Linked DNA regions of Sus scrofa: all the other regions are linked to region 2. Evidence: chromatin contacts called from public HiChIP or PLAC-seq data. All regions are on one chromosome and are shown on one strand. Each heading gives the region's core, a stretch centred on a gene start, on an enhancer-like site or on the middle of the called end of the contact. The rest is flanking DNA. Distances are from core to core; before and after follow the strand shown. Region 1 holds the start of PUS10 (putative tRNA pseudouridine synthase Pus10). Region 2 holds the start of COMMD1 (COMM domain-containing protein 1). Region 3 holds the start of C3H2orf74.

What was found. HiChIP or PLAC-seq counts read pairs in DNA pulled down with a chosen protein or histone mark.
Region 1: an H3K27ac HiChIP or PLAC-seq map of skeletal muscle shows a contact between it and region 2, with 9 times the contacts expected there. The contact joins the promoter of PUS10 here to the promoter of COMMD1 in region 2. A contact is called at or near these places in 1 of 47 Hi-C or Micro-C datasets (heart right ventricle) and 2 of 2 datasets of contacts at active chromatin or transcription factors (alveolar macrophages and skeletal muscle).
Region 3: a contact with region 2 is called in an H3K27ac HiChIP or PLAC-seq map of alveolar macrophages. The contact joins the promoter of C3H2orf74 here to the promoter of COMMD1 in region 2. A contact is called at or near these places in 1 of 5 promoter capture datasets (fetal liver), 4 of 47 Hi-C or Micro-C datasets (embryonic fibroblasts, fetal skeletal muscle, heart right ventricle and 1 more) and 1 of 2 datasets of contacts at active chromatin or transcription factors (alveolar macrophages).

Annotation. Positions count from the first base shown.
Region 1 is chr3:80,788,587-80,792,974 of Sscrofa11.1, forward strand. It overlaps PUS10 (putative tRNA pseudouridine synthase Pus10), which reads left to right and starts at 2,658. Exons shown (of 19, transcript XM_021087518.1): 1 at 2,658-2,880. The coding sequence starts at 2,693. PEX13 (peroxisome biogenesis factor 13) reads right to left here and starts at 2,521. Exons shown (of 4, transcript XM_003481205.4): 1 at 2,351-2,521. The coding sequence starts at 2,442.
Region 2 is chr3:79,911,938-79,916,252 of Sscrofa11.1, forward strand. It overlaps COMMD1 (COMM domain-containing protein 1), which reads right to left and starts at 2,032. Exons shown (of 3, transcript XM_021087480.1): 1 at 1,839-2,032. The coding sequence starts at 2,015.
Region 3 is chr3:80,649,486-80,653,836 of Sscrofa11.1, forward strand. It overlaps C3H2orf74, which reads right to left and starts at 1,599. Exons shown (of 4, transcript XM_021087505.1): 1 at 1-1,599.

The DNA.
Region 1 (4,388 bases), core at 1,408-3,907, 880 kb after region 2:
TTATTGTGAAATCTGATTTACTGCAGTTGTCTAGAACCCAACCTGTAATATCTCTCAGGTGTGCCTGTACAGCTATATGAATGAACATGATAAATCTCAAAATAAATAATACTTAGTGGAAAAAGTTTTCAAATGATACATATGAAAAATAGTTTTCAAACGATGCATACTTATTTAAAATTTAAAAATATACTAAGGGAGCTGTGGTTCAGGGGTTAACAAACCCACTAGGATCCAAGAGGATGAGGGTTTGATCCCTGGCCTCGCTCAGTGGGTTATGGATCAGGTGTTGCTGTGGCTGTGGTACAGGTCGGTTGCAGCTCCATTCAACCCCTAGTCTGGGAACTTCCATATGCTGCAAGTGCAGCCTTAGAAAGCAAAAAAAAAAAAATATATATATATATATATATATATATACACTAAATAATAATACATATATATACATGTATTGTAACCACAACCTAGGTACTAAAGTATAAAAACTTTGTGTATACTAAAAACCAAACAGGTTTAGTAGTTACTGCAGGAAAAAAATGATAAGGTTTAACTGGTCCAATTTTTATTTTTTTAAAAAACTGAAGTAAATCTGGCAAAATGTTAATATCTCTTTAAGCTGGGAGCAAATACACAAGTATTCATCATTTTACTCTCTACCAGTCTCTACATATTTAAAATAATTCATATTTCTTAGAAAGTGGAAAAATGGTTAATTTAACATAAACAGAACTCTAACAGATGCAATAAAATCTCTCTCTTCCAAAGGCCAGTCCAAATTTTTTTAAAAAGTCAAACCACTTATTAAAAAAAAGGTAGCAGAAAGTGTCACTCCAGCTTAACAGCATAATTGAAGGTTATTACTTGTTACGTACTTATTGAGTAAAGCAGCAACTGTGTTCAAGCATCTTAACAAAAGATTACAAGTTTTTTTTTTTTTTTTTTTTTGGTCTTTTTGCCATTTCTAGGGCTGCACTCGCGGTATGTGGAGGTTCCCAGGCTAGGGGTCTAATCGGAGCTATAGCCAAAGGCCTACGCCAGAGCCACAGCAACGTGGGATCCCAGCCGCGTCTGCAACCTACACCACAGCTCACTGCAACGCCGAACCTAGTCGGATTCGTTAATCACTGAGCCACGACGGGAACTCGGAGATTACAAGTTTTTTGTTCGTTTTGCTTTTTAGGGCAGCACCTGCGGCAAATGCTAGTTCCCAGGCCAGGGGTGGAATCAGAGCTGCAGCTGCTCGCCATAGCCACCGCCACAGCAACACAGAATCCAAGAGGCATCTGCGACCTACTGCTCACTGCAACGCAGGATCCTTAACCCACTGATCGGGGCCAGGGATCGAACTAGCATCCTCGCGGATACTAGTCGGGCTCCTAAGCGCTGAGCGAAAAGATTACGAGATTTTAAAACATAGCAGAAATACATTCCAGTGCGTTGGGAATTTGGGGTGGGTGGGGGTGTGAAGGAGAAAATAATAGTTTTATTGCTTTGTCACAGCTAACCCATGTCCTCAAAAAGCTGTGTCCCCCTGTTGGGGATTTTTATTTAGGTAAACCTACCACAGTAGGGATTTGACATTCGAGTTTTTCTTCCTTGAATTAAGATGTCCAGATCTACTCAACACAAAACACACAAGGCTGTGAAATTTCCTCTTTTATTCTATTTTAACTTTTTTTGAGCTGTAAATCTATTTAACATTGATTACAACAAAACAATATCTCACAGGCTTAGAAAAATCACACTCTATCTAGCACACAAAGGCCACTCATAGGCCTCAGTTCTCAACTCCTGCTTTAAAGTTGCTTTTCCAAAACTTCATTGCTTTACGTAAGCTGGAAAAGAATGCACTGTGTATAGGCTTGAGCTCCAGTTGCGTTAAATGTGACCTGCTGACTTTTCACCAACTTGAGAAATGGTTAAAGGCTTGAGACTTTGTTCCCTATCAAACCGGGGCTGGGCAAATGCCTCTCTGAGCAGCTACGAACCGAAAGTCTAACTCTTTAAGGGGAAGAAGGGTAGGGGTGGCGGAGGTAGAAGAGTCAAACAGTTCCGTCAGAGTGTCCCGCAAACAGAAGAAACAGCCGCACCGTTTCTTCCAAGCCCCGGGACCCAGAAGCCCCCTGGAAAACGTCGCTACCGAAAACCGCCGAGCCAGAAGCAACTATCCGACACTGAAATTCCCGTTGCTGGCGCCCCGGCAGCACCTCGACCCGCTTAAGGCTGGGGGGCGGGGTGGGGACTGGATGAGAGGGGGAGGGGACACCTCACCCCTAATAACGGCCTCAACCGCCCCTTACCAAGTGCCCGCTCCGGCCCACAAAACTCGTGGCCAGAAGAATCAAACACTCACTGGAAAGTGGGGCCAGGTCCCGGTCCCGGCCCGGCCCCCGGAATCCGGCGGGTCTCCCAGGGTTTAGGGGGAGGAGGCGGCTGGGACGCCATCTCCACCTCCTCTCGGCTGCCGCTCTGCACTGGGCTCTGAGCCGGGACTCTCCAGGCCCGGGGACACCATCCGTTTGCGCGCAAGGCACAACTTGCAGAGCGCGGAACCCTCCACCCGGCCTGTCTCTGCAGTCAGGTTGTGACTTGTGGAGCTTTGCGGCTGGGACTACAGTCTATTAGGATACCACTAATCCAGGGGAAGAAATGCTCTCTTTTTCTTTGACCTAGAAGGATTTCCATTCTAAACCCGATGAGGGTAGGAGCTTATCGATACTTCTGGCAGCGGCTACAGTATCCTAGACATCGGAGTCCCACGGAAGCTTATTTGGGACAAGTCCGGCTCCAGCCGGGAATAGTGCCCCACGCATTCCTGTCCCCGCGGGGCGGGGGGGGGGGTGCCGGTCTGTGTGGCAGCTCGACTGATTTCCCTGCAAACAGGTAGGGGAGACTCCACTCAGTCCTCGAGTTAGCAGCTGGTACTTTCTTTCTAAAGCTCATGTTTCCTCGGGGAACAGAATTGCTAGACGCAATTGGTGCGTTGTCTTTAGTCCTCCCCGTTCCCACTGGAGGGCTGGAAGGGGTTAAATCTCAGGCTCCGGCGTCGTGGGAGAAGGTGAGGTGGGGAGATTTGAAGTGAGGGGGTGCGGACAGGGTTCTGGAGAGGTGTGGATGGAGGAGATCGTTTCCCACCAGCTGCAGAAGCTTTGGTAGCAGGGCGGTGAGTCGGAAGTTTCTTGGACCTGACTTAAGGGGAGCAAGGCTTGCTTGGTTGGCCACAGGAAAGACTCGAGGTTAGATTTGGGGATGAACTTTCCAGAAATCTAGAGTGGATTCCACTGCTGAGTGTTTATCAGTGGCGCAATGAAGTTAGGAGTGCCTCCTTTGGAAATCCACACTCCACCCCCACCCCACAAGAAGAATGACCCCCTTCTGTATGGAAATAAGTTCGAAAAGATTACAGGATTAGACTCAGCCTGGTTATTTTGCTGCCTCCTTGACTGCAGTAGTTTCTGTAATCGTGTGAGAAAGGAAAATCCATCCTTTCCTCTGGTAAACTAGAGACGGGGCCATTGGTTTGTGGAGAGGGACTCCATCCCCGTAGGGATCTTAACACGTGGGAGAGGTTCTTTTGCAATGAGAAGTTCCAGTTCTTTGTGTAAACATGTAAACGAAAAGCAAACATTTTAAAGGTAACCAACAGCGAAAACCTTACAGTATGGGGTATATTTCTCAGGGCTTGCTTTCAAAGATAATAAATCTAATATGGAACAACTGATTTCTGATGTCTTATAAAAGCCTGTCATTTCAGTGCAGTACATCAAGGTGAAACTGCCTTAAGGCATAAAGTATTTTCTCCTAATAATGTTAACTTTCTTGAAAAGTCGCTAGATTGTTGCTACGCGAAAATGATCTTGAGAGGTTTATAAGTTTCATTATTAACACATATGGAGGAGGGTTTTGTTTTTTTAAAACCTCTTGCAGTTAGTTACTCAAGGTTTTGTAATTCTGAACAGGTTTGGGAACTTTTCAGAGCCAAGAGATTGCACTGTGTCATTTACTGACTGTCGTGATACCTTTAATCTAGTGAACTACAGGAGAAACGTTGTCTTTAAAGGAAAGGCCCAGCAAGGGGAGGGGGAAGTATACATTTTAATACAACTATTTAACTTAAGTCTCCAGGGAAATCTTTGATACAAATTGCCCTTTTTAAGCACTCACTCATGGATTTATTTATTGGTCAGTAGGATTTATTTGTTTCTCTGTGTTGAAGGTTAATTCTCAATTAAATGAAATCCTTGACCTTAGCTAATGGAAAGGAGATAATTTTTTTTCATTTTTAAAAGTTTTATTGCAGTATAGTTTATTTACAACGGGAGAAGATAATTTAAAGGGAGTGACAGAACAATTTCTCTGTGAGGAGAATGCAATCAGGGATACGTTTTAAA
Region 2 (4,315 bases), core at 782-3,281:
CTAAACACTTAGATTCCCTGAGTCTATTTTTTAATCTTTAAAATGGGTGTCTACCACATAAGGTTTTTGCAAGAAAAAAAGTAAACATAAAATAATAAAGATCCTAATACACTGGAGGCCCACAAAAATAATTTTAACACATTATCTCTTGAGGACACTTCATTACCAAATTCGCTCCTGTGACTAGTTCTTAGTCTAAACCATCGTCCAATACAGTAGCCATTAGTGACAAGTGACTATTGAGCACTTGAAATGTGACTAGTCCAAATTGATATGCGCTTTAAGTGTAAAATACATACCACGTTTCAAAGACTTAGTGAAAAAATAATATAAAATATCTTATGAATGCTTTATGTACTGATTACATGTGAAAAAGTAATACTTTGGATATTAAGATTAAATAAAATATTAAAACTAATTTCATCTTTTTCTCTCTCCTTTTTTTTTTTTTTTTTTTTTTTTTTGTCTTTTGTGCTTTTTTTTTTTTTAAGGCAGTACCCAAGGCATATGGCAGTTCCCAGGCCAGGGGAAGAACTGGAGCTGTAGCTGCCGCCCTACACCACAGCCACAGCAATGCGGGATCCAAGCCGAATCTGCAACCTACACCACAGCTCACAGCAACGCCGAATCCTTACCCCACTGAGCAAGGCCAGAGACTGAACCCAAATCTTCATGGATACTAGTCAGGTTCGTTAACCACTGAGCCACAATGGGAACTCTTCTTCTTCTTTAACGTGGCTACTAGAAAATGTAAAAGTCTGTGTTTGGCTCTTGTAACAGAGCTAGTGCCCTGTGGGGCTCCTAGCACACAAGTCTTTCTGTGTCCTCCATTTCTTGTTTTTAGGGAATAAGCCTCAGCCTCCAAGATCTTCCCTGAGTTCCAAAGAGCAGCTGCTAATCAGGGAAGGGAGGTGGATGTAGAGACCAGGGAGGAGCAGCAAAGCCATGGGGCAGGGTCCTGGTTCCATCTCAAGGAATATACATAACAATATCTCTGAGCCTGTCTGTACAATTAAAATCTCCAACGAATGGAAGAACTTCCTGATGAAGCTTTCTTCATTCCGGGTAAGAAGGCGGCCCACCAGAACCAGTCCTGAGGCCACAAAACACCAGCTTTGAGAAGCAATGCAAGCTTGCCTCTTGCCTGATCCTTATCTACAGCCCTAATTCCACTCCCCAAACTATAAAACCACCTAAACCCCTGGCTGGGGGAGGGAGGGGGCTTTTGCCTGGCAAAGCAATAAAGCAATCTTTTTCTCCTTTACCCAAAACTCTGTCTCTGCGTTTCAATTCAGCACCAACAGACAGAAATCAAATTTCTGCAACACACTCATTACATTTCTGTTGGACAGGCTGAGCTACGCTTTGACTTCATGATGGTGACGTGCTCCCTTAACCAACCAGTGGACTGCAGTTTAGGGGATCACCCAACTAATCCATCCCTTGTCCCGGTATACATTTGCTCGCTTGTTTAACACTCAAACACTTCCATGACCCGGTAAAACTGATGGCCTGATCGCTCTTAATGTTAAAAAGTATGCAGTGCACAGATCTACCAAGACAACTCAAAATCGTTCGTGACCTACACGACGGTAGATAACTGTATGGAGAAAAAAACCTGAGTCCTCTCCCCGGCTGTCAGTCGGCACTGGTGGGGGGAGCCCTCATTAAGTGAGAGGAGGCGACAGGGCGAGCGCCTGGGATATGAAGGAGCGTAAAGTGCAACATAAGCAGTAGCGGTCTGAGGAGGGAAGCCTTTCAGCTTCTGGGGGGACGAGTCTGAGGGCGGCGGGGACAAGGCAGGACTCCGTGGCGGAGGCTGCAGGGAGGAACGGTACCTTAAGGATCCCCCTCATCTTCGCCAGAAAGGGGCGGAACTCCTCAGGTGGCATCTCTGGATAGAGCTGGCTCCGCAGCAGCTCCTCTGTGATGCCTGGGTGCCCGTGGAAAGCGTCCTGGGCCAGGCCGCTCAGCAGCCCGCTGAGGGGTTTGGAGCCCTCCAGCTCGCCGGCCATGGTTAGCGGAGGCCCCGCCCCCTAACGGCTAAACGCAGCCCCCCCCCCCACCCCACACACACACATACACACGGCGGCCGAGATGGGCCTAAACAGCTGGGCAAAAACGCGCGAGGAAAGTGGCGGTGGAGTTCCAGCAGGGGGCGGTGCTGGCAGCTCCCAGCTTTACAAAACCCAAGCCTTGGGTTGACACGACGGAGCTTTCAGATCTACTTGGTTCCGCTTGGCTCACTTTGTTTCCTCTGATTTCCATCATCACTCCAGAAATTATTCACAGGAAAGACCATTTGATGGAGATCACCTGAGAAGGATTAGTATTGACTGCAGGGGCAGTTTTAATTTTTGGATGGCTGTTTCTGAATCAGGCTTGACTAATCCAATAACTGTAGGATCCATCACACAAATCTGATCTCTCCCTAATACTTACCTGGGCACCTTTTGTCCAAGAAAATTTAACTATACCCTAAATTTAACATGTTTGCTTGTGTTGTTAATTGCCTTTTTGCATACATATGCCTTGTCTTCCCAGCTAGAGCAGTGACTCTGAACCAATGCTCCTTTTACTATCCTTAAATGAAGTGCATGGATAACATAACTTCTTTCTCGTGTAATTAAAAAAAAATCAATATATTATTCACTAGTAAAAGAATGAGTTTCTGATACAGACTACCTCATAGATGAGCTTTAAAAGCTTGCTAAGTAGGAGTTCCCGTCGTGCCGCAGTGGTTAACGAATCCGACTAGGAACCATGAGGTTGCCCATGAGGTTGCGGGTTCGGTCCCTGCCCTTGCTCAGTGGGTTAACGATCTGGCGTTGCCGTGAGCTGTGGTGTAGGTTGCAGACGCGGCTCGGATCCCGCGTTGCTGTGGCTCTGGCGTAGGCTGGTGGCTACAGCTCCGATTCAACCCCTGGCCTGGGAACCTCCATATGCCGCGGGAGCGGCCCAGGAAGTAGCAACAACAACAAAAAGAAAGACAAAAAAAAAAAAGCTTGCTAAGTAAAAAACAAACACAAAAAGACAGATATTGTATAATGATCCCATTTATATGAAATGTCCAGAATAGGCAAATCCATAAAGATAGAAAGTAGGTTGGTTTTCTGGGGTGTTTTGTTTTGTTTTGTTTCCTTTTTAGGGCGCACCCTCTGCATATGGAGATTCCCAGGCTAGGGGTCCAATCGGAGCTACAGCTGCCAGCCTACATACACCACAGCCTCAGCATCAGATCCAAGCCGCATCTTCGACCTACACCACAGCTCAGGGCAACACAGGATTCTTAACCCACTGAGTGAGGCCAGAGATCAAACCCACAACCTCATGGTTCCTAATCAGATTCGTTTCCACTGCGCCAAGACGGAACTCCAAAAGTAGATTTTTTTTAAAGAATCATTGGCTTGCCTTTAATTATATTTAACCCTTATGCTTTTACAAGGCAAAGGTGTAGAGGAATAATTTAAAAAAAAAAACTTTCAACAATCAAATTTTGGGTTTTTTGTTTTTGTTTTTGTTTTTTGTCTTTTTAGGGCCGAACCTGCAGCTTATGGAGGTTCCCAGCATAGGGGTCTAATCGGAGCTGTTGCTGCCAGCCTATGCCACAGCCACAGCAACACGGGATCTGAGCCGCGTCTGCGACCTACACCAGAGCTCATGGCAACACCAGATCCTTAGCCCACTGAGCAAGGCCAGGGATCGAACCCAAAACCTCGTGGTTCCTAGTCGGATTCGTTTTAGCTTCACCACAGCAAGAACTTCCCAACAGTCAAATTTTGAAAACGAACTTTTATATGCCAAGGGTGCAGCCACAAAAATAAATAATAAGAAGATAGCAGTTTATAACATTATGCATTTCAATATGTAAATGTTCGATTTCAGGCTCAGACAATAATAAATAAGTAGGTAAAGTAGATTTATCACTTACATGAATGTTCCCTGCATGGCAAGATGTCTTATATCCCCAGTGCTTGTCCAGCCTGGGCCATTCCTCCCCCTCCATTATTGTCACAACTGAAATACCCCTTTCAAAGTAATGCCACCCCATTGAGAATAACTGATCTAGACTACTTTAATATTTATCCAGCATTTTCCTTGTCCACCTTCAATAGAGGTTTCTGTCACTTCAGTGATTTCTAAGAGCTCTTTATACATTAGTAGTACAAATGTTTGTAACTTAAATTGCAATATTTTCCTCAGGTTAATATAGTTTAATCTATCAACCTGCCTAGAGAAAATCTGGAAAGTTATCCACCAACATGGTTACAGAGTGGTGTACTTCTGAGTAATTGTGGATCTTTTATTTGCTTCT
Region 3 (4,351 bases), core at 349-2,848, 740 kb after region 2:
TTAACTTCCTAGAATTTCTTTTTATTTTGTCCTGAAGCTTGTAACTGCTTCTTAGTCTTGGTGTTTATTTGGACTTACCAGTGTGGATATTGTTGATGGCCTTTGTAAAAGTATTTTCAATGGCGTGGCGACAGGGGTGCAAGGAGGGTGGATTTTAAGAGTGAATAGAGGTCAGTAGAAAAAGCATGTATATATCAGTGGTCTTCAAACTAGGGAACCCAAAGACTTTTCAAGGGATCAAATTTCAAGTCCTCCATTTAAGATAAACTCTTTTCTAAAGGTGCATTTTCCTAAAAATGCTCTTCCCAAGAGCAAGTCTTTGTTGTGGGCACAGCCTCTCCTTTCTCACTTCAGCTTTCAGTCACCCTTTTCCCTTTTTACAAGAGAAAGGTATGTATCTCCTCTGGCTATAACAACAGCACATCTCTCTGGGGTGTAAAATGTCCAGGGATGACACAGCACAGTGACAATTCAAGACATGGACATCAAGTTGAGAAAGCAGTAGCTCCAAGAAATTATCTTGAAAGTCAGATGTTTTCATATTCTTTCAATCAAATTGAGAAAGATGATAGATAATAATGTGATGATAGTACACAGTAATTTTTGGCATTAATTTAGGAGTCCAAAGAAATAACTGATACTGCTGTAATAGAATTTCTTCTTTTTTTTTTCTTCTGACTCAGTAAGGTGAACAAGTTTTTATAATAAAAAATTGAAATAAAATTGATGCTGAGTCCCAACCTTTTTGAGCTATCCTCAAAAATATAAGCCAATTGAAAAAAATCTACTCATTTCATTGACAGCATTTCCATAAAATGTTACTTCAATGTGATTTTGATCTTTTATGTTTGAATAATTACAATAAATCCACAAGACACGTTATCTTTTAGAGCCTTCTGGTCATGGGAAATGTAAACATTTTAATTTCATATACACTTTTTCCAAAGAAGTATGATAGGTAAACAAAAGACTTTGAAGATATATCAGGATAAAATTCTGTGGGGGAAGTGAATTAGAACTAGAGCTAACTTAAACAAAGGAGTGATGTACAATTTGTGTGCTAAAGATAAGCTTTTTAAATTGCTTTTGGTTTTTTAGTGAATGATGAATATCATATTTAGATGTACTGGATATTTTAAAGATTGATGTGGCAATGTTAAAACACCAACGTTTACATTATTCTGGAAATCACAGCCTTTGCAACTATGTAAACAATATGAAAAAATGTAAATGTTAAACTAAAAACATGCCAAAGGGGTACATAACTTTACAAAATTCTTCTAGGGTGTTGTAGGCAAAAAACTCTGAAGATCACTGCTGAGGAAAAATTCAGTTTTTGCTGAGAGGGAGAATAGAGAAACAGGATAGTGGCTGAAGGGTAAATGTTGGGTCAAGAGGGATGATTTAAAGTATGAGCTGAGGTGTTTCTAAGCTGACGAGAGTATAGGGGAGGAAAAATTCTTCTCTACCCTCATAGGGTCTCCAGCTGGGCCTTAGAATTTAACTGGCATTAAGAAATATTAGCAGGAGGAAAAAAAACAAAAAAAAACAAAAAACTGCTGGAGTTTCCGTCGTGGCGCAGTGGTTAACGAATCCGACTAGGAACCATGAGGTTGCGGGTTCGGTCCCTGCCCTTGCTCAGTGGGTTAACGATCCGGCGTTGCTGTGAGCTGTGGTGTAGGTTGCAGACGCGGCTCGGATCCCGCGTTGCTGTGGCTCTGGCGTAGGCCGGTGGCTACAGCTCCGATTCAACCCCTAGCCTGGGAACCTCCATATGCCGAGGAAGTGGCCCAAGAGATAACAACAACAACAACAAAAGACAAAAGACAAAAAAAAAAAAAAAAAAAATATTAGCAGGAGGAAGGCATACATATACATGGGACCATCACAAGAGAATGAAGATCCAAAGGAGTGACTAGATTAGAAAGCATTTATACCTTTTAGACAAAGAAACAATAAACTTATGAAGAAATGACAAGGCAAAGGGGTCTGGTCTAGGCACAGTAAATTATGGAAAGGTGGCTACAAGATAGATGAGGGCAGGGCAAAACAGATGAGTTATTTCAGTAAGTTTGTATATAGCGATCCACTTCAGCATCTATTCCCAGCCTATAGTGATAAGGGTTTTCTTCTCTTCCTGGTACAGGGAAGGCACATTTCTCATGGTAAATTTTATGGCCTGTTTTTCCAAACAATTGCTTAATTAGCCAAAAGTCCTTTTAGCAAGAAGCCCATCATTTCCCACTTGCAGAACACTCTTCCACAAACTGCCCAGATATTCCAGGGATGATGAGTTCTGTTTTTATTTTTATTTTTGTATTTTTGCTTTTTAGGCCACACCCATGGCATAAGGAAGTTCCCAGGCTAGGGGTCAAATCAGAGCTGTAGCCGCCAGGCTATGACCATGGCCCCAAAAATGTGGGATCTGTTAGGATGTATTTGCTTGCAAGTAACAGGAAATCCAATTCAACTGCCTGAAACAATAAAAGAATCACATTTTCTCACAAAAAGCCCTGAAAAGTCATTTAGCCAAAAAGTTACCCAAGCCCAAGACTTTAAGTTGTTCTCCTCTTCCATCTCTCAGTGTAGCAGCTTGGTTCTCTCTTGGTTCCACTCATGACTACAATGCAGTTTTAGCAACTCCAATCTTAATGTTCTGATATTACAACATCCAAAGGCCTGAAAGGGAAGAAAAGTACATCCCTTACTCATGCCTAGTTTTAAACATCGGGGAAATTTCCCAGAAGCTCCACAGTGGACTTTTCCTCACCTTTCATTATTCATAATCACATGGTCATTCTTAAATGAATCACTGGTAAGGGAACTTGACTCACCATTACTAGCCTGGACTAATCGAAATTCATCTTCTAGAAGTTTCCGTTGTGGCTCAGGGGAAACAAACCTGACTAGTACATGAGGTCAAAGGTTCCATCCCTACCCTTGATCAGTGGGTTAAGGCCAGCTTCCCTTGAAAGCATTTCACCGCTTAATACCTGAACAAAAGTTGAATTCTATTTAGCAAATGGGAAAAAAAGCAACCAACATTATCTAGCACACAATGCTCCTTAGTTTAATTGAATAATCTTTAAAGATTTCTTTAAATATATCTGTGTTCCAGTGTATGTGAAAATTAAAAGAATGCATTTTAGGAGTTCCCGTCGTGGCGCAGTGGTTAACGAATCTGACTAGGAACCATGAGGTTGCGGGTTTAGTCCCTGCCCTTGCTCAGTGGGTTAAGGATCCAGCGTTGTCGTGAGCTGTGGTGTATGTTTCAGATGCGGCTCGGATCCTGCGTTGCTGTGGCTCTGGTGTAGGCCAGTGGCTACAGCTCTAATTCGACCCCTAACCTGGGAACCTCCATATGCCGCGGGAGCAGCCCAAAGAAATAGCAAAAAGACAAAAAAAAAAAAAAAATGCATTTTAAGGAGTCCCCCTCATGGCTCAGTGGTTAACGATCCGACTAGGAACCATGAGGTTGAGGGTTCGATCCCTGGCCTTGCTCAGTGGGTTGGGGATCCGATGTTGCCGTGAGCTGTGGTGTAGGTCGCAGATGCGGCTTGGATCCCGAGTTGCTGTGGCTCTGGCGTAGGCCGGTGGCTACAGCTTCAATTCAACCCCTAGCCTGGGAACCTCCATATGCCGCGGGAACGGCCCTAGAAAAGGCAAAAAGTCCAAAAACAAAACAAAACAAACAAACAAACAAACAAACCAAAAAAACCCACCACATTTTATATAGTGGGTTAATGAATTTACTTTACAACATTCAGGCATTTTTCTAAATCCAGTTATAATCAGTTCAAGCCTCCACTCACGGTCCCCTCATGGCTTTTGATTTAGTCATTGGCTTCCTTCTCAACCTCAGCAGTCACACTGAGAGGATTCACATCTTCAACTCATTACCAGCTGTGATGCCCAGTAAAAGACCAAGGCACAGCTTGAATGAAGTAGGAAAGAAGGGTGATCTATGAACAAAGGATTTAACACAGCCCCTTCCCAGATAGGTTGATTCTAAAAGTTGAAAACCAAAAAACACTGTTTACATTATGATGATTGTTTAACCACTGTTCACTGAAGAGCCGAAGACTCTTCTGGATGGTACCATCTTCTCTTGTCCCAGTGGGTAACTGAAAGGAGATCCTCTTCATGTCTCTCCTCTGCTGGGTTCTTGTTTTTTGGGGTAACCACACCTTCTTTTTCCTTCTGTTGATGTTTTACATATACAAATAATCTCCTGAAAAAATATGTGTGGAAGGTAAACTTCCTAAGTCATTGATTTAAAAAAAAATTTTTTTATGACCACACCCGTGGTACATAGCAGCTCCTGGACCACGGACAGAATCCCAGTTGCAGC